Regions from separate parts of the Mus musculus genome. Here region 2 is linked to region 1. A link is a contact called in public HiChIP or PLAC-seq data. All regions are on one chromosome and are shown on one strand. The core of a region is the stretch at or near the end of the contact, and the rest is flanking DNA. Distances in the headings are between cores, read along the strand shown.

Region 1 (6,560 bases), core at 2,547-5,046:
CAGCCTAGCTCACCCCTAGCTCAGGCTAGCTCACCCCTAGCTCAGCCTAGCTCACCCCTAGCTCAGCCTAGCTCACCCCTAGCTCAGCCTAGCCGGGGAGCTACTGGTATTTGACTGCTGCTGTGAGAGGGGCATCTCTTTGCTCTAACGATGAGACATCTGGTTTATCAGTCATACTCCAGGGTGAGCAGGCTCCACACCAAGGAGCAGTCTCCAACACAAACTTGACTCAATGGGTTAAAAGAGAGACAAAGAGGAAGTTAGAGATGGCGTGGGAAGAGACAAACAGATAGACAGACAGACAGGTGGGTAGGGAGGGAGGTGGAAAAAGATCTGGAGGAGTTGGGGGATGGGCAAGTATAATCAAAATAGGTTATATAAAATTCTCCAAAATATTAATAAAAACACTTTTTTCAAAACTAGGAGATCAGTCAGGAAATATTTGTAAAAATGGAGATGACGAACTTTTCCAGGTATTCCCTTAAGCCCAAAGAACTCCGTAAAGGCACCGGGTTTAGCTTAGCTGAAGAAATGACTGGCTCAGTCACTGCGACACTAAGGTGGCTGCTGCCATCATTTTTCCCTTGCAGGGCAGTAATCTGTATTTTTACCTAACTCGCTGGTTGGCTTACCAACAAAATTCTTATCAGGACCCCTGCCCCCCTCCAGCATATTATTCCTCGGTGCCTAAGAATGGAAATTTTAGTTAAAGGACAACAGAAGCCATCGATAATCATCCTGAATCCGAAAGCTTTGTATTCCTCCAAAGAAATAGCGTCCAATATTAAAAATGTCTTGCGAGAAAACCAGCTAAGAAGCCTGAAAGATTCGATGGTTGCTGTGCTTATAAAGAGAAACGCGTTGCGGATAAAGACTTCCATCGTCTGTCTGCACGTGCTCAGAACTGGACAGAGAGAGTGACTGGCGAGCAGATGGAATGGATTTCTGCAGACTGAGCAGGGAGAGAGCATGAGGTGGGAGCACTACGGCCACAGGCGACTCCGAGGGGTAATCATGGTAATTATGGGCAAGGAGTTGCCTTCTGCATAGAAGCAAGAACACCGACTCCTGAAGAACTTAGCCTTATCTTCCCTGTCAAGTTCCTTGTCTTACACCTTTCCCCTGAAAGAGTTTAAGCTCCTCCCACAAACAGTGACCCCCTCCAGCCACTGCCAGGCTGATGCACTGTCTGAGCCCTGCCCCCCCAGCCCCACCCCCGTCCCCCCAAGAGAGGCTGCTTTGATTGGCTGAGTTATGTTTCCTGATTTTTATTTGTTTATCTGGGCTGGTTTTCAGAGACAGGTTAAGACAGCTTAGGTGGCCCAAACTCTTGATCTTTTATCCTTGGCCTCCCAAGTGACTACGGGATTACCAGGGTGAGCCACCAAGCCTGGTCACATTTTTATTTTTGTTAGTGAAAGAATCAACTCAGATGGAAAAGTAATAACGTGGATTATTTTCTACAAAAGAAACCAGTAACTCCGGTGTTGGCAAACATTTAGGGCAGCTTGAGGCCCCGTGCACTTGGCATTTCTGGCTGCTCGGAGTGGGAATAAATGCTTCAGAAAGCAGTTATGTACAACCGACTAAAGCTGGGTACGCAGACGCCTTGTGGCCCACTATATGAATTCACGGTATAGAACCAACTGAACATATTCATATGCTCAGCAAAACTGAGCCAGAACACACATGGTAGCAGCATTCAAAAGAGGGATTTATTTATTTTTATTTTTTGCATGTGTTTTATCTACAGGTATGTCTGTGCACCGTGTGTGCTGTACTGGAGGAGGCCAGAAGGGGGTAGCAGATTCCCCAGAGACTGGAATTAAAGAAAGGGGAATCAGTTCTGCTTCCTCCTATGAGGACCTCAGCCCACCTCAGCCATGGGCAGGGTCATTCGTTCTGATGTCAGACAGGCTACCTCCATCCATCTCTCCTTTAAGAAGTGGGATGAAGGGGGTGGGAGCAGGGTTTTAGCTTAGTGTTGCTTACCCAGCGTTCCCAAGGCAGAGCTGAGTGTGGGGGTGCATGCCTGTAAGCTCAGTGCCAGAAGACAGTCACAGGAGACCAAAAGGCTTGATGGCCAGTCTAGCCTCGCCTAATCAGAGAGTTCTGGGACAATGAAAAGGCCCTGTCTCTAAAATAAAATAAAATAAAAGTGGATGGCTCCTGTTCCCTGGCTTAAACACACAAATGCACTGGCACATACATGAAAAAATAAATAAAATACAATCAAAGGCAGAGGAAAATGTCAGTCCCCTATAGCCAGAGACACATGTGACGGCAGGTTTAAGAGACTTTTAGCCATCAGCCCCTTTAACCACTGACATGTCTTAGCCATCTAAGTGGCTGAAGGCGTTTCCATTAGTGAGAAATTTTGCTCCCGCTGTCCTGTCTAAATAAAACATTCCCCGTCGTTAAGCTGAATTCATTTCAGAGCAGAACAACTCACTAAATGGGCTCTTGAGTAAAGTCGGTCCTCGGCTCAAGGGAGCCTGGTCCTGATGAGAGGGTGGGAAACCTTCGTGCTGACTACTCTCGGCAGCTACCTCTGTGGAGAAAAGTCTTGAAATACCTCATCAGTTCATGGGCTCCAGAGTTCTGAGATGACCCCAGCAGACTACTAACGTAATACAGCGGAGTCCAGGGTGGCCTCTCTATAAACTGAAGTCTAAAGCCTTACACTTGGGAAAGTGGCTCAGCCCACTAACCTTATAGGAGGCAAATGTCAGAGACATGATCTAAGAGATTGCTCATCACCCAAGTCCAGGGGCCACAAAGGTAGGAAGGAGAGACCCCCACACCTACCCGTACACCCTGGCTCACCCTCGCCCGGCCACCCTGGACAGCCCACCTTGACAGCCATCCCCTACGTCACTCTATGACAGTGGCCAGGTAGAGAATGTGACTCTTCTGCTGCCTTCTGTGGATGCTATAAATACGACATGAAGTTCAGCGAGGGGAAAAGAGAAGTCCTTGCCAACAGATAATCAGCAAAAAAGATGTATTTGCATAAGAGCCCTTCTGTGCTCAGAGATATGATGAAGCTCGGGGCTTCATTATGTATTTAAATAGATCTAGCTGCAGATTACCCACCGCACGGAGGACCCTTGGTGATTTCACACAATCAATGGTTTACGTGAGCGGCAGGAAGGGAGGCTCGATTTAAACTGGAGAAACGAAACCCTAGAAAACAAAGGCCAGACTGGGGAACTGAGACTCGGGGTGCACAGAGTTGACAGAAGCACGAGAATTAATTCTGCAGAACGTTAAACGTCTATTTTTACTTTTAAAGGAACAAAAAAGGAAGGAAGGAGAGCGTCCATCTTTAAGAGGCTGGATAAAATGAGAGTCCTGCGTGGATTCTTCGAAGGCCTTTCCCTCTTGGTCCTGTTCATCCTGTGTATGAGTTCTGTAAATATAAGCCTTAATGAAGTGCTCATTTTTAATATCTGGGGAACCTAACATGAAAGTTCTCCACCCCCACGGGAGGTCACACAACAGTGCACACAGGCTCACTCACTTCCCATCCCCAACTGAGGGTCATTTTTTTATAGAAGCAGAGTTAAGTATAGGAAGTCAGTAGCAGAGAGGCAGGGGCTGCTAGCCACAAGCAAAGAAGTACATGGTTATCAGTCTCTGAAGACAAAGCTGAGGGCCCCTGAGAAAACACCACAAAAGCTATCAACTGAAGTGCCTACACAGAAGGCCACCGGGCGTCTCCCTAGGCGGTGAGGGGGAGGGTAACTGACCACAAGCGGATCGCGGCCAGGCAGGCTGAGGTGGCTCATGACTAACTGTGGGCAGAGCCTTAGATCACCAGGTATTGGGTGCGAGTCTCCAGCTGAAAGTCAGAGAGGCTGGAAGCAAGACAGAGACGCTGGAGCTCCTCTAAACCTCCGGCCTCCCCAGAAAAGCCAGCGGACCTGGAGCTGGAACCTTGTCACGGTGAAAGGGGAGCAAGGTGGTGGAGAGACAGAGGTGGGCTGTCCCTGTCACAAGTCCAACCCGCTGAAACCAGCCTGCGGCAGAGCCAAACCACAGAGTAACTTCTGGCCCTGTCACATTCTCTTCCCCATTAGGTGCCTGGAGGCAGCTCTGCCCTGGCCCGACACCTCGGGAGGCCCCAGACTTTGAAGCGCTTCAGTGTCCCTGGTATGGCTTGAACATGACTCCCTGCAAAACCTCATGTCTACCCTGGTATCCAAAGTAATTGTGTCCAGTGGAGGGCCCTGGGTCAGAGGCAGAGCCCTCCTGAGGGCATTGCTGCCTGAGGAAAGCCCTGCTCTCCTGGAATTAGATCCCGTAACACAAGAGCGGGTTCTCACATTCCCGGCAGGAGCTGAGGTTGAACATGCTGCCACCAAAAGCTGTTTTCCAGGGGCATCCTGGGAGCAGAGATTCAATCCACAGCAGTGGAAAAACAGGACTCTGTTATAAACCAAATCAACACACTTTCGGCCAAAGTCGAGACCTGAGATAGAGTTTGCCCCGCCTGTATAACATAGGAGGATCTGGATCCATCGGGAGGGCAACAAACTCATTTCAAAGGCAAAACCCACAAAGACGACATTTAAAAGAAATTAAGGTTCTGTGTTTTGTCTTTGGGTGGAAAAGTCTACCAAGTAAGTGGGGGAGGGTTATGGGGTCAGAGTCAACGCTGTTGTGGGGATTAAGTTAGCGGACTCAGAATGAGCTGACAGTACGGCTGAGAGGAAGGACGGTGTGCGAGAGGGGAATGGATACATTAAAGCTCACTGCAGGCTGCTCAGGCAGGCTGGCCACAGGCGCACAGGATGCACAAGTCTACAAATACCAAGGAAAACGGCTCAAGTACCTGGGACGGATGTGGCCTCCAGGAGGTCAGATTCATATTCAAACAGGAAAATGGCAAGGGCCACTAGTGTAACAGAACTCTGGCGCTGAGCACTTACAACAGAGCAGAGGGACAGGGGAAAAGCTGGGTACTCCCCAGCCATGGGTCTGAGTGATGGCCAGCAGGCAGGCTGCCCTGCAGGAGGCCCTTGCAGATAGGATGCCCAGAGGAAGGGGAGCGACATCAGTCTGCACAAGTCCCCTCCACCATCTTTTCTACAGACTTTACATCTTTCTGTAGATGACTTTCAGGCTATTCCCTAACCCTGTCTTCTTGTCCTGGGCATTTGTCTGTGACCTCTGTGACCTTCCTAAAGCCCGACACCTGGAAGAAGGATCCCCAGAGCTTGATGAAGCTCAAAAGTGCCCCTTGTTCTCAGTGAAGCCATGTTTGACTTCAATAGCAGGACGGTTAGGAAGAGCACGGATCTTCCTTGTGATTCTTACAAAAGACTAAGCGTTCATGGTGTTGACTGAGAATCCACTGTCTACCAGACACACAACCATTTCATCTGTGACTAAAGAAAATGGTACAGATGCAGTCTTTTCAAGTCTCCTTCTAATAACACAAAGTACCATTTCTTCTTATGAGTTTTTATAACATCCAGGAAGTGGCCTAGTAAAAATGGTCTTCTAAGTGACAGAGAAACAAAGGTGAGACAAAGGTGAGGCACTTCTGCTAAAGCCCCTCGTTTCTTACCCCTCTATATACGCAACCACACACATTTTCTACTCAGTCAGGTGTCTATCTCTCTTGTCCTGTCTGGTAGCTAAGTTCCCCAGGCATTTGGCACAGGAATGCAAAACACACGTTGGGATGTTTCCTGCAAGGGGCTGAGCTGTCAGGAACTGCGGCATCCTCTAGGAATGAACGGATGCAAGCCAGGGAGGAAACTGGACCGTGTAAGTGGTAGGTGCTGCCTCTGACATCAAGTCGGAGGAAAGAGCTCTAATTAAAATAGTTCAGGGGAGAAGGAGATACAGCCACACTCTGCAGGCAGCATAAAACTTCCTCTGTATCAGCTACTCCAGCACACTCCCTCATTCCCGCCCCCACTCTTCACACAAAACCCCTTTTTCTACTTCTGTGGGTTACACGAATCTCTTTTCCAGGGTGAGTGTGTGGGTCTCTGGGCAACAGGGACGAATCAGCAGCACACAGGCTCAGGAAACTGTGCAGTGAATTGAGCCCTGGGGCTGAAATAACCTACAAATTATTTCCATAATCACAGCTGATCTCCCTCGCTGTAACCTCACCCGGGCACACACAGGTTTCTTTCAAATCGAGCCCCTCTGGGAGCTATGTGGATTACAATAAGTGGATGGCAGAAAATGCCGTCACGGATCCCAAACAACAGTAATTTCCTCTGAAAAGGTTCACTTTGTCCTTTATCCCACATAAGTGGGATAAAAGTCCCCCATTAAAAGAAGTCCGAGGTTTCTATAAACACGGTCTTGTGTTGCCTCAGAAAGCATTTTGTACAATGTGACTTACTGGGTAGACTCGGCTAGCAATTTTATGGCCACGCAGGTCCTTTTAGTGGGAATTCACAGCAGAGGTGAGGAAAGGAACAGGAAGAGGAGGCCTTCCTGTTGGTCAGGTAACCATCTGACACGCAGGCCACTGACAGGAGTACCCAAGGAATGGTTCCACTGTTTGGACCAGAAAAGGATGGTCACTTCCC
Region 2 (6,560 bases), core at 1,920-4,419, 170 kb after region 1:
ATGGGCTCACATGTGCACACACAAAATAAATAAAACGTTTAAAATGCAATAAGTCGAAAACATAATAAGTTAAAAATGCACTTGATTTCCCCCATCTACCAGATAGTGTTGCTTAGCAACACAGCACGCTGCAGAGTACCAGCTGTTTCCTCTCGTGACTGCGGGCCTAATTGGGAACTACAGCTCACTGCTGCTAGTCGGAATCAAGAGAGAAATTCAGATGGTGCATTGCCAGCTCAGGAAAAGAAACAGATTCAAAACTCCAAGTGTCATTCCTACTGGATTTCTATTGTGTGTTCATTATCATCAAGAAATGAATGAATGAATTAATGAATGAATGAACGAATGAACGAACGAACGAACGGAATACTGTAAGTGCAGACCCATCAAAAGTTATGTCCATTTATACTTGGTAAATGGATCAAGTGTCCTGGCTAACAGAGCCAGCCAGCATGAATCTTCTTTTCCGAAGCCACTCCTCATATTTAGGTCAGGCCGGAGCAGACCAAGAAGAGGTGCTTTAGCAACAACGTCCTTCATAGAGAATGACCCCCCCCCCCAGGGTCCCAAGAACATGGAGATGAGGCTCCTCCCTCCAGTGTCAGGCCAGAGCGCAGAGGAATAGCTCCACAATAGCAATGTCTATCTCTGGTTGAGAAACTCTGGTCTAGATTGCTCACTTCCTTTATAAGAGGACAAAATGCTGTCAAGAAAAATGAATTTCGAGCCCATATGCTAACTCACCTGATACCATGTCCCAGAGAAAGCGCTGTGCTGCGGTCTGCCGAGACTTCGAGAAGGGTAACTACTACAACAGTCAGGCTTGAGAGAGCAGAGGGGAAGGCCTGAGTCAGGCCAGCTTTGCAAGGAAGAGAGGTTTCAGGCTGGCTCAGCGGTCACACACTTACCTACCATATGTCGGGCCCTGAGTTTAATCTGGATGCACACCAATAAAAGGAAGAACAGAAATTAGAAAAAGAGTTGTTCATCTCACAGTTCTAGTGGTTTGAAGACCAAGATATGACAGCTCCATTGGTTTGGTCCCTGATAATCACAGCAGAACTCTGACGTGAGGAAGTAACCACAAGTGTATATACATACATACATACATAATTCACAGGTATGCCCCAGTCAACCCATAAGACCACCTATGGCTTACATGTTCCACATCACCTCCCAAGACTGCCAATGTGGGACCAAGTTCTCACTGCATGAACCTCTGTAGAACAGATACCTGCCCAAGTCATGTGCTGTCTCCATTAACTCCTAAGAAACACCTGGACGGGAAAAAGGGCATTGACAAGATGACCAAACACAGATCTGGCCTCAGTGATACCCAACACCATCTTCCCTTGACCCCGGAAGGAGTACCACAAACTTCCAAAGCACTCAGTAATTTACAACACATCCCACTGGTGCTATCCTGAGAGCAGATCCCCAAGAGACACTGCAGTTGGCAAGTCATTGGTATGCATAAGTGCCCTGTCTTATCTTCGCGCAAAAAAAAAAAAAAAAACACCATCAAAGGGAACCGAGAAGGAGAGCTGACTTCACCCACATCCTCACAAAGCTGGCAGCACAGCGTGCTAACCCAGACGACATCATCATCACGACGGACGCAAGAGAGGAGCCCACTTCTCTAAGACATGCAGTCCATGTGTAAGGAGAGAGCAGGGTGTCTCTCTCCCTGAAGTACTTGTCCAAGAAAGCAATGGCTAAAGCAGAACCAAGTGGACCCCGGGTGGGGTAAGATCTCACCACTCAGACTGTCTCCAGGGACTTGACCCCTTGTAACTACCTGCGTTCTCCATGCCTCAGTTTCCCTCACTGGGTAAAAAGGAGACAAAACAGAAGTCACACCTCCTAACATCATTAAGAGGAAGAAATGAGAGGGTAACAGAAACTCACGCCCAGTATTTACGACCCGCCATTACTTAGCATTGGAGCCATGTTCAGTGTAGCATCCACCAGCCTGTGCTGTATTTTTCAGTAGCTTAGCAACAGGCAGTGTTGAGTCAGAAGCGTAAGGAAAGTCTCAGGCAAAGGCTCTGTATTCACAATCCAGTATCGTTTCCCCTTTACCTGCAATCTGCTCAAACCCTATCTAAGTCCCAACTGTTCTAAGCCCCCATGGAAACAAGGAAGCCTGATGAGCCACTCGCCGGCCCCTCCCTCACCACCCCACGTCACATACCGCTGCTCTCTGCCTCTCCGCTCCATGTGTGACATACAGCCCCATTCTGGAAACCAAATAATCCCAATCCCTGCTCTAAAAGTAAACCGCGGCCCCGTGAGACAGCTCAGTGAGCTGAGGTCCTTGCTCAAAGGCTGATGAACATCTTTCTATGTTTCAGCCCCAAATCCCATGGCATCAAAGAACCAGGGCCATAGAATTGACCTCTGACCTACACACACACACACACACACACACACACACACACACACGAGGCATGCATGCATCCACGAATGCTCACACAATCAATCAACGAAAGTTAAGAAGGGAATAAAACAAGCCGGGCTTGGTGGCAAGCACCTTTAAGCCTCGCCCTCAGGAGGCACAGGTGGGCAGATCTCTGTATTCACGGATAGCCTGGGCTACAGAGCAAGTTCCAGGACAGCCAGGGCTATAGAGAAACCCTATTTTGTTGTTGTTGTTGTTTGTTTGTTTGAGACAGGGTTTCTCTGTATAGCCCTGGCTGTCCTGCAACTCACTTTGTAGACCAGGCTGGCCTCGAGCTCAAAAATCTACCTGCCTCTGCCTCCCGAGTGCTAGGATTAAAGGCGTGTGCCACCACGCCCGCCGAGAAACCCTATCTTGAGGAGGGGAAAAAAAACAAAACAAAACAAAAACCCAAAGTCTGTAACAGATGCCATCAGAGCTGCCCTGCTCCCAGATCAACGATGCTAACCAGGACCTGAAGCGAAGCCTTATGTGTTGTCAGTAGCTTACAAGAGACAAGTGAGCTTGACAGCTCTCCACTGTGGCCACGACTAGGGAAGGAGACGCTGGTGTTTCCTGTGCTTGGCATTCTAGTCCCAGGAGCCTCACAGAGCACCGAGGGGAGCAGAGTGAGGCCATCAAGATTCTCTTTCAGATCGGGAAGGCGGACCACGGCAAAGCAGAGAAGCTGCAACACGAGGACCACGGGACCGCTGGTCGCCTAATCAGTGGCCGCACGAGTCACCATGCTTCCTCTGCAAACTCAGGATAAGGGCAGAAACTCAGTGTGTCTTCCTTGTTCAACTTCTCTTTCCGGTGCGGAAGGGACTGTTCCGTTTTTCATCGTTTAAAAAAGAAAAAAAATCAGCTGTCAAGTGCTCGGATCATCACAACTGAAGGACACTGAAAACGTGACACAGAGGATTGACTAAGGCACTGCTGAAGGGACCCTGTATCCCAAGGATTGCTGAAGTATAAGCACTAACACTTAGTGAAAATGCAAAATTTATCAAAAAAGAAAAAAAACCCCAGCACTTTACCCGATATTTCCCAGCCCCTAGGAAACAGAAATGTGTTCTGCTACTAATCTCTAGCTAGCAGAACATAGATGATAAACTTGGAGCACAGGTTAGAGATAGGAGAGCTACAATGTAGAAAGAACCTCCGTTCCATAATAGTCATTTAGGAGTCAACTTCATATAGAAAAAAAAAAAAAAAAAAAACCTAACCTTTTGTTCAGTTAAGCCAATGTGTTTTGGACTTTAATTTAGGATTCGGTCTTTGGACACACCAATAAAGAATATGAATTTTACTAAAGAAAAACATTTCTGAAATAAATAAAATACAAATATTCCAATGAGGTCGGGAGGGGGGGATCCAGACCCCAGCCGTTGTAAGAGTGGACTTATAGACGAGGGACAGGTTACATTGGATTACCAAACGAGAACCTTAAGAGTCAGAGGACTCTTGCTCAAGTGACCTAATTTCTGTAGGAATTGCTAAAAACTGCTTGGGCTTAAAGGTCAAAGATGAGGGATGAACAAGTTGATCAGCTATCAAGGAGAAAGAGCAGGCAGCACTGCAGGGTTCTTCTAAGACCAGAACTGGGCAGGTAAGGAGGCCTGGGTCAAAGCCGAAGCCAGTGGCAGACAGCACAAAGGAGCTGGATTCCAGCATGGCCAAGAAGCGCCTCTGGGAAGATGGGGTCCTCAGCATCTTCATTTTAACAAGCTCCCTAGGATTTAGGAAGGGAGACGCAGTGGTTGGATAAAGGACCTGCACCAGGCCACACACACACACAAATATGAAAGCACCACACCTTGAAGTCACACCAGTGACACCTCGACTCTGACTCAGAGCTGCAATGAACTGAGGTACCCAAACCCAGACTCGAGCATATCTCACGCGTACCTGCTCCCAGGATTTAACCACTTTGGGTAGCGGCCACAGAAATCACAATTGCCTGATGGGCAGAAGCCATAGGTCCCGCTCTTCATCTCACGACTCTAACTTTGAACAGGGAAGCGTCACTGACAGCCCTGTGAAGGACGTGGCCGGGCCTGCACATTCCCTAACCACTTCTGACCATTGGGAATAATTAGGCCTTCTCATAACAGACGAGAGATGATAAACAGGTATTTCAGGGACTACTCCACAGATGCTATGAAACCAGAAGAAGTGGAGAGAAGTAATCTCTTCCCACAGAGCAACTCCCTTGGAGAGCCGCAGCCCACAGAGCTCTTTAGAACTGGCTGTTGCCCCTGCGGGCCAATCCGTCCTCAGCACTGCGCTTCAGGATTGCGTTTTTAAAATGAAATTTTATAAGTCAGTGTTTGGGGGCAGAGCATGAGCTAAACCACACATGTGGAAGTCAGAAGATAATTCTGTGCAAGCAACTCTCTCCTTCCTCTTTTCCATAGGTCCTAGGAGCCAAACTCAGGTCACCAGGCCTTCACAGCAAACACCTTTACCTGCTGTGCCATCTCGCCAGCGCAAAGGACCAGTGCAATTGCCAGGAGGAGAAATCACATTTAAGGCGGAGAAAAGGGTAAATGGATAAAGGTGCTTCTGTAACCCCTGAGGACCAATCCCACGAGTTTAAAGACCTGATTCCTGCAAATTAATCTGTGAACTCTACCTGTTGCACATGCACCACGTGTGCAAACACATACACACACACACACACATACATACATATACATACATAAAACAAATGAAGTCACATGACTTCCCATGCACCACTGCATCAGGCATCCCCAGAAGTCTCATGGCCCACCTTGTGCATCACTGCATCAGGCATATTGGAGAAGTCATGTGACTCAACCCACCCACCCCACCCCATGCACCGTTGCACTGGGCACTCCTGAGAAGTTACCCACCCCATGTATCACTGCATTGGATGCCCCAGATATCAGACTCCTGTGGTCCATCAGTTTTCAATCTCTATCAGCTTCAAAAATATTTCTGATATTCATTAGGGACCAAAAACCATCATGTTTTATAGCTGTGGTTTCTATAATGAGCCTTGAACTATGGTGGCTTTCCCAAATCTTCCTTCTCCAGGAAGCTCAGAGCATCCCTTATGCCTCTTTGAAATCCCCTAAAAACTGGGATTTGAAATTTCATTGTATGCAACATAAATCTGACTGGTTACATAACAGAAAACATCAGGCTGCGCTGGCTCCCATTCAAGTCATTTAGAACAGATTTCATAAAAGCTGGACCTCACGGGATGCGGCCTCCCACAAGCCAAAAAGAAGCCAAGGCGAAACCACAGGCTCCCTAAACTGTTCCTCCTTGGACCCTCCTCGGCCTCGAGTGAAAACAGCCAGGAGACAAGACGTTGATGAGATTTCATTACGTGAAAGACCTCATGAAAATCAGTTCTAAAGCTTTGCAGCTCCCAGCGACCAGACTTGTGTTTACATGGACAGCTCTGAAGACGAGCTGTCCCAGGGAGGCTACAGCAGCAGTGAACCCACAACTTCTAATGCAGCCCTAAGTGGTGGCACTAAAAATATTTGTTTTACACTGTGCTGAGTGAGCCTGCATCCACAGACGAGAACAGTGACTGGAGGACACAGCTTCCTGCCTTAAAACACATCAATAAACCATCTAGAGACTGCCATACCCAGGGATCCATCCCATAATCAGCTTCCAAACGCTGACACCATTGCACACACTAGCAAGATTTTGCTGAAAGGACCCAGATATAGCTCTCTCTTGTGAGACTATGCCGGGGCCTAGCAAACACAGAAGTGGATGCTCACAGTCAGCTATTGGATGGATCACAGAGCCCCCAATGGATGAGCTAGAGAAAGTATCCAAGGAGCTAAAGGGAACTGCAACCCTATAGGTGGAACAACATTATGAACTAACCAGTACCCCGGAGCTCTTGACTCTAGCTGCATATGTATCAAAAGATGGCCTATTCGGTCATCACTGTAAAGAGAGGCCCATTGGACTTGCAAACTTTATATGCCCAGTACAGGGGAACGCCAGGGCCAAAAGATGGGAATGGGTGGGTAGGGAAGTAGGGGGGAGGGTATGGGGGACTTTTGGGATAGCATTGGAAATGTAAATGAGGAAAATACCTAATAAAAACATTAAAAAAAACCAC

What was found. HiChIP or PLAC-seq counts read pairs in DNA pulled down with a chosen protein or histone mark.
Region 2: a contact with region 1 is called in an H3K27ac HiChIP or PLAC-seq map of microglia, with 6 times the contacts expected there. The contact joins two enhancer-like sites. A contact is called at or near these places in 1 of 484 Hi-C or Micro-C datasets (nephron progenitors) and 4 of 115 datasets of contacts at active chromatin or transcription factors (bone marrow-derived macrophages, embryonic stem cells, microglia and 1 more).

What each region holds. Positions count from the first base shown.
Region 1 is chr16:89,868,480-89,875,039 of GRCm38.p6, forward strand. The region is part of intron 6 of Tiam1 (T cell lymphoma invasion and metastasis 1); the gene reads right to left. Among named protein-coding and RNA genes, the nearest start is that of Gm52239, 77 kb to the left of the region's middle. Within about 2 kb of position 3,797, at least 112 of the 459 cell types and tissues checked have an H3K27ac peak or open chromatin away from gene starts, as enhancers often do. A contact at or near this core is called in bone marrow-derived macrophages and microglia, where this site is marked.
Region 2 is chr16:90,041,027-90,047,586 of GRCm38.p6, forward strand. It overlaps a transcript of Tiam1 not described here. Among named protein-coding and RNA genes, the nearest start is that of Tiam1, 83 kb to the left of the region's middle. Within about 2 kb of position 3,170, at least 91 of the 459 cell types and tissues checked have an H3K27ac peak or open chromatin away from gene starts, as enhancers often do. A contact at or near this core is called in bone marrow-derived macrophages and microglia, where this site is marked.